Regions from separate parts of the Mus musculus genome. Here region 1 is linked to region 2. Evidence: chromatin contacts called from public Hi-C data. All regions are on one chromosome and are shown on one strand. Each heading gives the region's core, a stretch centred on a gene start, on an enhancer-like site or on the middle of the called end of the contact. The rest is flanking DNA. Distances are from core to core; before and after follow the strand shown.

Evidence for each region. Hi-C and Micro-C count contacts between places; a contact is called where the count stands out from the background.
Region 1: a contact with region 2 is called in a Hi-C map of myocytes, with 1.5 times the contacts expected there. The contact joins two enhancer-like sites. A contact is called at or near these places in 3 of 484 Hi-C or Micro-C datasets (the C2C12 cell line, myocytes and nephron progenitors) and 1 of 115 datasets of contacts at active chromatin or transcription factors (astrocytes).

Annotation. Positions count from the first base shown.
Region 1 is chr7:96,139,961-96,144,707 of GRCm38.p6, reverse strand. No RefSeq gene overlaps it. Among named protein-coding and RNA genes, the nearest start is that of Tenm4, 29 kb to the left of the region's middle. Within about 2 kb of position 1,362, at least 40 of the 459 cell types and tissues checked have an H3K27ac peak or open chromatin away from gene starts, as enhancers often do. A contact at or near this core is called in myocytes, where this site is marked.
Region 2 is chr7:95,911,698-95,916,407 of GRCm38.p6, reverse strand. It overlaps the pseudogene Gm5037. Among named protein-coding and RNA genes, the nearest start is that of Gm39049, 140 kb to the right of the region's middle. Within about 2 kb of position 1,502, at least 18 of the 459 cell types and tissues checked have an H3K27ac peak or open chromatin away from gene starts, as enhancers often do. A contact at or near this core is called in myocytes, where this site is marked.

The DNA.
Region 1 (4,747 bases), core at 113-2,612, 230 kb before region 2:
TGAGGCCTCACAGAATCTGAACAGGACTCAGGTATAGATAAGGGGTATCCAGATGGGGTCCATTTTTATAAAATCCCTCAAAGATTAATGAACTTCAGGTGGCCTTTGAATTCGAATTGTCAAGAACAAGAGCCTTCAAGTCCGGAAAACCAAGCCTAAGCCTAGCTTGGTTATTTCCTAGGTGGCCATAGACAACAGCGTAGCTGGTCTGCACCTTACTTCATCAGTAGCAATGGGAGAAGTACTGAATGCATAGAAAACACACTGCACAATGCCTGGCATAGTCTCCAAGCAGTTAGCTTTGCTTGTTCTGACATCCTTTGACACCGGAGTGGGACAGAGCTACCCCAGCCTGAGCAAAGTGGAGAAATCAGATGTACTGGGAAGCCTGAAGTACAAGATGAAGGAGTGAAAAGTCCACACCTGGCACTGAGCAGCAAGAATCACGAATTAGGGAAGAGTGCACTGTTAAAGTCCTCTGCATTGAAGACTTTGTCCCCAACTGTTGTTGCTACTAGGAGGTTGTGAAAGTAATGGAAATTTTAGGTGGCAAGGACCAGAGTCAAGAGGCAGGTCAGGTGGAGTGTACCCTTGTAGGATATACTGGGAGGCCAGCCCTTCTGTTTCTCTTTCCTCCCTGGCTGCATGGGATGAGTGGTTTCTTGTGCCACATGCTTCCTACCATGATGTAGAGCTTGCTCTCAGTTCCAAAGTCAATTGGTCAAGTGAGCATGGACTAAAACTTCTGCATCCTTGAGGCAAAATATAAACTTTTCCTCCATTTAATTGGATTATCCTAGGTATTTTCTCAAAGTGATGGGAAGTTAACTGCTCATACCTTTTCCTTTGAGGCCTATAGGTCCCAGCCCTGCCCACCATCCTGGCCTGCGTTCAGTGTTCAATTTGTGTGTCTGGAAGATATGGCTACCAACAAGAGGATGCTGTTACATCTGTGCTCATTAGTATTCCCACACCTCTGCATGCCACCCTTTTGGCTCAAGACAGCTCTAGGTTTGAAAGGAGGCACTTTATGCCCTTCTTCATTCTCTCCCTCTTGGCTCCAGTTACATCCCTCTTTGTGACCTGGTTTCTCTACTCTTGCATGGCCAACCTCCTGCAGGCAGGGTCCTGGCCACTCACACAGCTGAATGGGAGACCACTTAGCTAGAGGCTGCCTCAGGGGCATCCTTTTGGGCTAGGTAATAGCCCCCACTGAGATAAGACACTGTTTTGATTGTTGACAGCAGTCAGGAGGCAGCAGATGTTCACTGGCCATAAAGGGCACAAGTCCTTGCTGGGGAGCTCAGTTGGCTGCAGAGAGATTGGGTGTGTTATTTTTAGTGCCTGGACACAGAGGTGCCAGAAGAGAATGCCAAGCTGGAAGGCTGCCTGCCCACTGAGGGCCGGGCTCCAAGGGCCCTGCCTGTGACTTTCAACTCTAGTTATTTGTTGTTGCTCTCTCTCTCTCTCTCTCTCTCTCTCTCTCTCTCTCTCTCTCTAAGACAAGGCTTCTAGGCTTGGCTGATGGGTATAGCCCTCTCTCTAGGGAACCAAGAGTCAGCTGAGAGGGTGACAGTCACCAGGGCCTAGACTGTTGAACTAAGTCCTCAACTCAAAGGCACGTCATTGCACCAGGGTTCCTCAGCTCCTGTGCCCTGCATATTAATGGCTGAAGAATCTGGACTTTGGAAGTGTGAGTGAGTTCCTTAAAGTTGTGTTCCCCACAAACTCCCGCCTCTTTGTTGCTTCTTTTTGGAGAATGCAGAGTAAAGTGTGGATAAGAATCCCTCCCCTCCTTTGCCTTAGTTATCCAGACCCTGTATGCTCTTTGGTTGGTGGTTCAGTCACTGAGGGCCCCATAGACCCAGGTTAGTTGACTCTGTAGGTCTTCTTGTGGTGTCCTCGACCCCTCCAGTTCCTTCAGTCCGATTCCCTGCTCTTCCACAAGACTCTGTGCTCTGCCTATTGTTTGACTGTGGGCCTCTGCATCTGTTTACATCAGCTTCAGGATAAAACTTCTCAGAAGACAACTCCTGGGGAGCATACATCCCATATGAAGATAAGAGTGACAGGAACACAGAGAGAGATTCAATTAGTGTTTGTTGTGAGACTTGCCAGAGTCCTCAAGAAGCTAATTTCTGACCTGAAAGCTTCCTGACCTGAAATTTAATCCCAGAAAAGGTGGCCTTGACCATATGTGATGTGATTGTGACACAAATAGCCTGTCAGGATGGTTTCTGTGTGCTGTGGCTATTTTAACTCATGCAGTTTCCATGCTTCTGGTAGGTAGGCACAGTGCTCATCCATTTTGTGGATGCAGAAACTGAGGCCTGAGATACTAAACAGCTTTTGAGGTTTACCCAGCCAGGGAGGAGAAGAGCTGGGGTTCCTATGGAGATCTTCTGGCTCTGAAATAGATGCCTAGAGCCATTCTTTGAGCACTTCCCGTGTCCCCGGCCTTGTGATAAACACCTTATAATCTTTGCTTCATTTGACCCTCACAACAACCCTTTTGCTATGGAGACAACAAAGAGAACCATGCTGGCCAAGGAATAGTTGAGATGAGGTTTGAACTCAGGGCTTTGGGGGACTTGTAAATCTCTAGCCTGGCTGTTGCAAAATAGAACAAAGAATCCTTAGGTCAAAGAGCATCTCACAATGTGTAAAATATACACGAAGAATGCTTCTTTAACTTGCTGGAAGCATTCACTGCTGCCAACATAGATCATCTGCTTCCCCAAACTGGAAAACTGCCTAGATTAGTCCCAGGTCCTGGAGCACCGTCTCTCTCTCTCTCTCTCTCTCTCTCTCTCTCTCTCTCTCTCTCTCTCTCTCTCTCTCTCTCTCTCTCTCTCCTGGATCTGCAACGGAGAAAGACTAAAATAAGATCCCATTTCTTCAATGTCCAAAACGTACCCCTCCTAGGGGCCATTCCTCTGTCTGCACTTTCATGGAATTAATGCTTTATAAATAATATAACTGGTTACCATACGGCTCATTCATTCATTCATTCATTCTCCCTCCCTCATTCATTTTCTCAACAAATGCTTATTAAGAAGATAGTATTGGGTCCAGCAAAAGGCTAAGGAAATGATCAAACCATGCTGCAAGTTAGGCTCTCCTAGAACTTGTATCCTGGTGGAGAAGAGAAGACACATGAATAAGTGGAACCTCCTTTAGTATTTTTTTTCTTTCCATTTTTTATTAGGTATTTAGCTCATTTACATTTCCAATGCTATACCAAAAGTCCCCCATACCCACCCACCCCCAATCCCCTACCCGCCCACTCCCCCTTTTTGGCCCTGGCGTTCCCCTGTTCTGGGGCATATAAAGTTTGTGTGTCCAATGGGCCTCTCTTTCCAGTGATGGCCGACTAGGCCATCTTTTGATACATATGCAGCTAGAGTCAAGAGCTCCGGGGTACTGGTTAGTTCATAATGTTGATCCACCTATAGGGTTGCAGATCCCTTTAGCTCCTTGGGTACTTTCTCTAGCTCCTCCATTGGGAGCCCTGTGATCCATCCATTAGCTGACTGTGGGCATCCACTTCTGTGTTTGCTAGGCCCCGGCATAGTCTCACAAGAGACAGCTACATCTGGGTCCTCCTTTAGTATTTTTGAAGATGAAGAGAGATGGGAGGGACTGGAATGGGAATGGAAGCTATTTTTTAAAGAAGATGCTGGAGAAGGTAAGCTGGACACTGAGCTTTGAGGAAGAGTGCAAGGAGGTAAGGGAGGCAGCCTGGATGCTCAAAGGTCCAGGCAGGTTGAGCACAGGAATGCTAAGCTTCCATTAGAAGCCATTCTTACCTTCACCGTGGCCCTGCTTTGGGGCAGTGGGAGAAGGGCGGTAGGAGATGCTGGAGGAATGTTTATTCATTTGATTGTTTGAGGAAAGTTTCACACTTTGCCAATGTGTTAATGGCAAACTTTGCAATAGCACTCTATAAAAGAGGAACTTAATTATGAACTAAAATATGTGTGACTGTGAGATATATAGATGGCACCTGGAAATCCTGGGAGTAACAAAGACACTGAGGAAACTGCATTAGCTTCAACTTTGGGCGATCACTTACCTTCTAAGTCACTGACATATCACCAAGTCACTGATTTGTCAGTGATTTAGAAAATCTCAGCTCTCCTCCATGACTGGTTTCCTGCTGTTCTGGGAGAGTCAGTCTCTTTTTCTATGGATTAGTGGTTAAGTTTCTTGCTCAGTCTCTGCATTGTGCTATCAGGTAAGGTAATGGATTGACTGTGTATATGAATGCATTTATGTTTGTATGTGCCCTTCTGTGGAGGCCAGAGGTCAAGGTTGGGTGTCTTCGGTTACTCTACACCTTGTTCTTTCAGACAAGGTTTCTTACTGAATCTGGTGCCCATCAATTTGGCTAGATAGACTGGTGAGCGAGCCACACGTATCCTGCCGTCTCCACCTCTAAAGCTTTGGGATTGCAGGTACATAGTGCTGTCCCTGGCTTTCACATGGGTGCTGGGGTTCTGAGTTCAGGTCCTGATGCTTGAATAGTTAGCTCTTTACCAATGTTGTTTTATCCCCAGTCCCCCCTCCCTTGCTACTCCTGGCCTTGTTTGTAAAAAGCAAAACAAAGAAGAGCCTATACTTGATAAAGACTCGTTTTCTCGGGCGCTATATTTAGTCACCAAATCTATCATTTCTGTGAACCATGGGGATTTCTAGCTACTCACTGTAACAGCAACCTAACACCACAGACATCGCCATTTCCTCG
Region 2 (4,710 bases), core at 253-2,752:
ATGTTTCTTAATTCAGTCATGTTGGAAATCAACATTACCTATCACAGTGGCCAGTAAATAGCAACTTCTGCTGGTAGAGCTTAGAGGTTAACTGCCTGCCCATTCCTTTATTAGTACAATTACTGAACACAAGTAACATCACCCTCTGTCCTTTGTCACCTTCTCCGTCCACTATTTTCTTACGTCTTAATCTCCCCCATTAGTTTGCCAACCTCTTCTCTTATTTCTTCCTTTTCTTGGCTGTTTAGCTTGGTTCCTTCAGGAAATCTTTGTTTCTATGAATGATACTGAACTCCACATGTTCACTGACCTTGAAGAGGTCATTGGAAAGCACTGAGCAAACTGTGCAGCATCCGTGTGCCTGGATACGTTCCTGCACTTCATATCCTCTTCCAAGCCAGACCTTCACTCGGATGTCATCTCCTCCAACACACATCCCTCTGACAGTCTGCTGCCAGCCTTTCTCCATGTTTGCTTCCTTTGCTAAGCCGGTAACTCATATAGTTAAGTGTCTCTACTGCATTAGTTCTCAACCTGTGGTCCATGAACCCTTTGGGGTGACATATCAGATATCCTACAAATCAGATGTTTATATTATAATTCCCATAACAGTAGCAAAATCACAGTTATGGAGTAGCAATGAAAACAATATTATGGTTGGGGGTCACCATAACATGAGGAACTGTGTTAAAGAGTCATAGCATTAGGAAGGGAGAGGACCACCCTTGTGATTTGTATGTGCCCAGCCCAGGGAGTGGTACTATTTATTAGAAGGTGTGGCCTTGTTAGAGTAGATGTGAGTTGTAGGCTTTAAGATCCTCATCCTAGCTGCCTGGAAGTCAGTCTTCTACTAGCAGCCTTCAGATGAAGATGTAGAGCTCTCAGCTCCTACTATACCATGCTTTTCTAGACTCTGCCATGCTTTTGCCATGATGATTTTAGACTGAGCCTTTGAACTTGTAAGCCAACCCCAATTTAGCATTGACCTAACAAGAGTTGCCTTGGCCATGGTGTCTGTTCACAGCAGTAAAACCCTAACTAAGACACACACTAATCTACTGTTATGTATTAGGCTTCCTGAGGACAGTAGCTTACCCAACTCCATCTCACATGCACCATGCTTGCTCCAGTGTGAGGCATAACAATAAGTGGATGCATATTACTTTTCTGACTGAGGGGATAACTATAGGCATTCTAACTGTATAAATACCGTGGAACTCATTCATATTAAACAGAGGAGCAGTCACAATAGTGTTTTTTTCCATAACTCTCACTTGGCAAAGAAAATGTCTTGAAAGGAATGTCTCTCTCTTGCTGGGATTTTTTTTCAGATTTATCTATATTTATCTGAGTTTTCTCTTATAATAACCATAAACTTTAAAAGAAAATGAATTCCTCTGGAAAAAAAATAGTGGCTGCCACTGGCTTTATGTCCAGGCCTCTACAGTTGAGATCTTGGGCAATTCCATAAAAGCCAGGAGGCAGAGCAGAGTGTGGGAACATAACCCAGACAGGCTGACTCATCGCTCCAGGAGCTGACAGCTGCTTTGGTTGCTGGTGATGTTTCAAGTGAAGGTTTTGATGACATCAGTGAAAATGAAGAAGCAAAGTCAACAGGCTAAAGATGGTTTTGGGGGGCGTTCAGATGACACATGAAAGGAAATGAGGGTTTCAAAAAGCCCACGGGCTGGCAGTGCCAAACCCCAAATGATCAGAAACTGCTTCAAGATGTGGCTGAAACCTCTGGATGGAGGTGGCACACAAGTCATCCTGCAGTCTTGGAGCTTTCCCATCCTAGGCCAGCTGAGAGGGGAGGTATGTCCTCTAACTGACATGACCGAGTGGGGGACTCTGTGGAGAGCTCTTATTTCCTGCCTTGAGGCCTTTGCAGATGTTGTCATTGGCAAAGGACCTACTGCAGATTCAGCTCTCTCCAGAGTAAATTTTTATCAGCAGAAGTATCTTGAAGCCATCTTTCAGCAGACACATGAGCACACCTGGCTACATGGACTTTCATTTACTGTAAGCAGCACCTGCTGTATGCAGAGCACCAGACTGCACTCTGTGATTATCCCATTAAAGGAATAATTAAGATTCCTGTCTCAGGAAGCCACCACGGTTGGAGGGACTTCAGCCCAACCTGGCTGGAGTGTCTAGGGTGCTGAGCTCCAATCTTTTTTTACTCAAAGTTTCATCTTTACAAATGGGTGGCTGCATCAGTTTCCCACTGCTGGCTTTAGTTCCTGAAAGAGGCTGTGCTGCCCTTGTCTGTGACCTTGAGCTCCTGCTAGACCTGCTAGTTCCTGCTGTTTCCACAATTTACTGGGCCATCTAGGGTTTAAGTCATGAAGCAGAACAGCCACTCTGCTAGCTATTTCTTCTATAGTGACAATATGTGCCATTTATGGAGTCCCTCCTATGTGCCAGCAATGCTCTATGCTTCTGCATCCATGGACTCACTTGCTGCTTACAACATGAAGTTTGTGCTTTCGGCACTGGTTAAGATATCTCTACGGTTCTACGTCTTAACAAGTGCGAACTGTGGGCCAAATGTGAAAACAAAACCAAACTTAAAGAAATAAATGACAGAGCTCAGGGCAACCACAGCCAGTGAAAAGGGAGAAAGAAAGGAACTGAGGCTAAACTGTGCTTATAAACACTGCCTCAGGGTTTGGCTTACCCAAGTCTGTAGAGGTCACAGTGAACATAGCTCTTTCTTAGGGCCTGGCGACCACACGCCAACTGACTGTGTGGAAGCTTGCAGGATGGGTCTAACCAGAGGAGGGGTTTTGTAGATATAGTCAACATTTAGAACAGATTGATGGTCAGCCAAGGCCACTAGCCTTGATCATGTGAGCGGGCTCACTCAACCAACTGAAGCCTCAAGAATAGAAGCACATATCTCGGGGAAAGGCAATTCTGCTTACGTCTGTAACATGAAACACTGCATAGGGTGTACCCTCTAGCACACCCCTCTAATGTCCTACCTAGCAGTGCTACCATCATGAAAACACAGAGAGGGCGTTCAGAGGTCGCGCAGCCGCGGGCTTGGTGCCCCGGACGGCGTCCCGGGCCCTCTGCCTGGGTCGGGAACCCGTGCTGGAGTGAACTGATTTTAACCTGCGGCCGCCGAGGCCTACATGTCACAGCCAACGCCGGCGCCACCCGCCATGCCCGTTTGAACCTCCACTACCTCCAGATTCTGAACATCAAAAAGCAGAGCATCTGCGTGGTGCATTTGAGGAACTTGGGGACATTGGACAACCCAAGCTCTCTAGATGAGACAGCATATGAAAGACTGGCGGAAGAGACCCTGGACTCCCTGGCAGAGTTCTTTGAAGACCTTGCAGATAAGCCCTATACCCTGGAGGACTACGATGTCTCTTTTGGGGATGGCGTGCTCACCATTAAGCTGGGTGGGATCTAGGGACCTACGTGATCAACAAGCAGACCGCAAACAAGCAAATCTGGTTGTCTTCTCCTTCCAGAGGCCCCAAGCGCTATGACTGGACCGGGAAGAACTGGGTGTACTCTCATGACGGCGTGTCTCTGCATGAGCTGCTGGCCAGGGAGCTGACTAAAGCTTTAAACACCAAACTGGACTTGTCTTCATTGGCCTATTCTGGAAAAGGCACTTGACTGCCAGCCAGATTCCAAGACATTCCAACATGAGACTTCTGGTCTCTTAGAAAGTCTTATATGCCGGGCCGTGGTAGCGCACGCCTTTAATCCCAGCACTTGGGAGGCAGAGGCAGGCGGATTTCTGAGTTCGAGGCCAGCCTGGTCTACAGAGTGAGTTCCAGGACAGCCAGGATGGCACAGAGAAACCCTGTCTCAAGAAAGAAAAAAAACAAAAAACAAAAAACAAAAAACAAAAAAAAAAACAAAGTCTTACACCACAAGTGCGCCCATGACATAACAGCTTCAAAATTTCTTACAGTGTGTGTGCTAATAACCTCCTGAAAAGGAAAAAGGCTCAGAGGGAGACATGAGTCGTTCCCACTCTTCCATTGTCTCTGAAAAGATACTCTAAGAAGTAACTTCTAAATGTCCCCAAGACTCCAAGTGTGTACACTTCTGAGTCCTGAGCAGCGAAGAGTCAAAAGAAACCATCTTAAAATGCCCTTTCATGCTTTGTCACCTACACTCGGTACCCAGGACCTGGTGCTATTACCGCCGTGCCTTCATAGTGGGGGTCATTTACACAGTCAGCAGCTACGACATGGACCTGAGATATCTGACATTTTTGAAAATTGAGCTGGGCATGGTGGGGCATGCCTTTAATCCCAGCAATCAGGTGGCAGAGGTATGCGGATATCTCTGTGAGTTTGAGGCCAGCCTGGTCTATAAATCATATTCCAGGAGAGCCAGGCCAATTCCACAGAGAAACCCTGCCTAAGGAAAATACAAAGAAAAATTGAGCTGGAGAGATCACTTAGTCCACACAAGCATGAAGACTCAAGTTTGATCCTAGGCGTCCACGTTTAAAGCCCAGGCATGTTCTTCACTCGGGGAGTGAAGATGAGGGTCTTGCAGCCTCAGCGGTAAGCCTGGGGTCTCTGAGAAACACTATTTCAAAGAAGGAAACTTGCCTGGCTTCAGTTGACCTGTCCTACACATATGTGTACATGCACCAATGTAAACATAAACATGCACAGAAATTCACACATGTTAAATAAATGCAGAAATAGCTACAGGCAAGGAGGACAG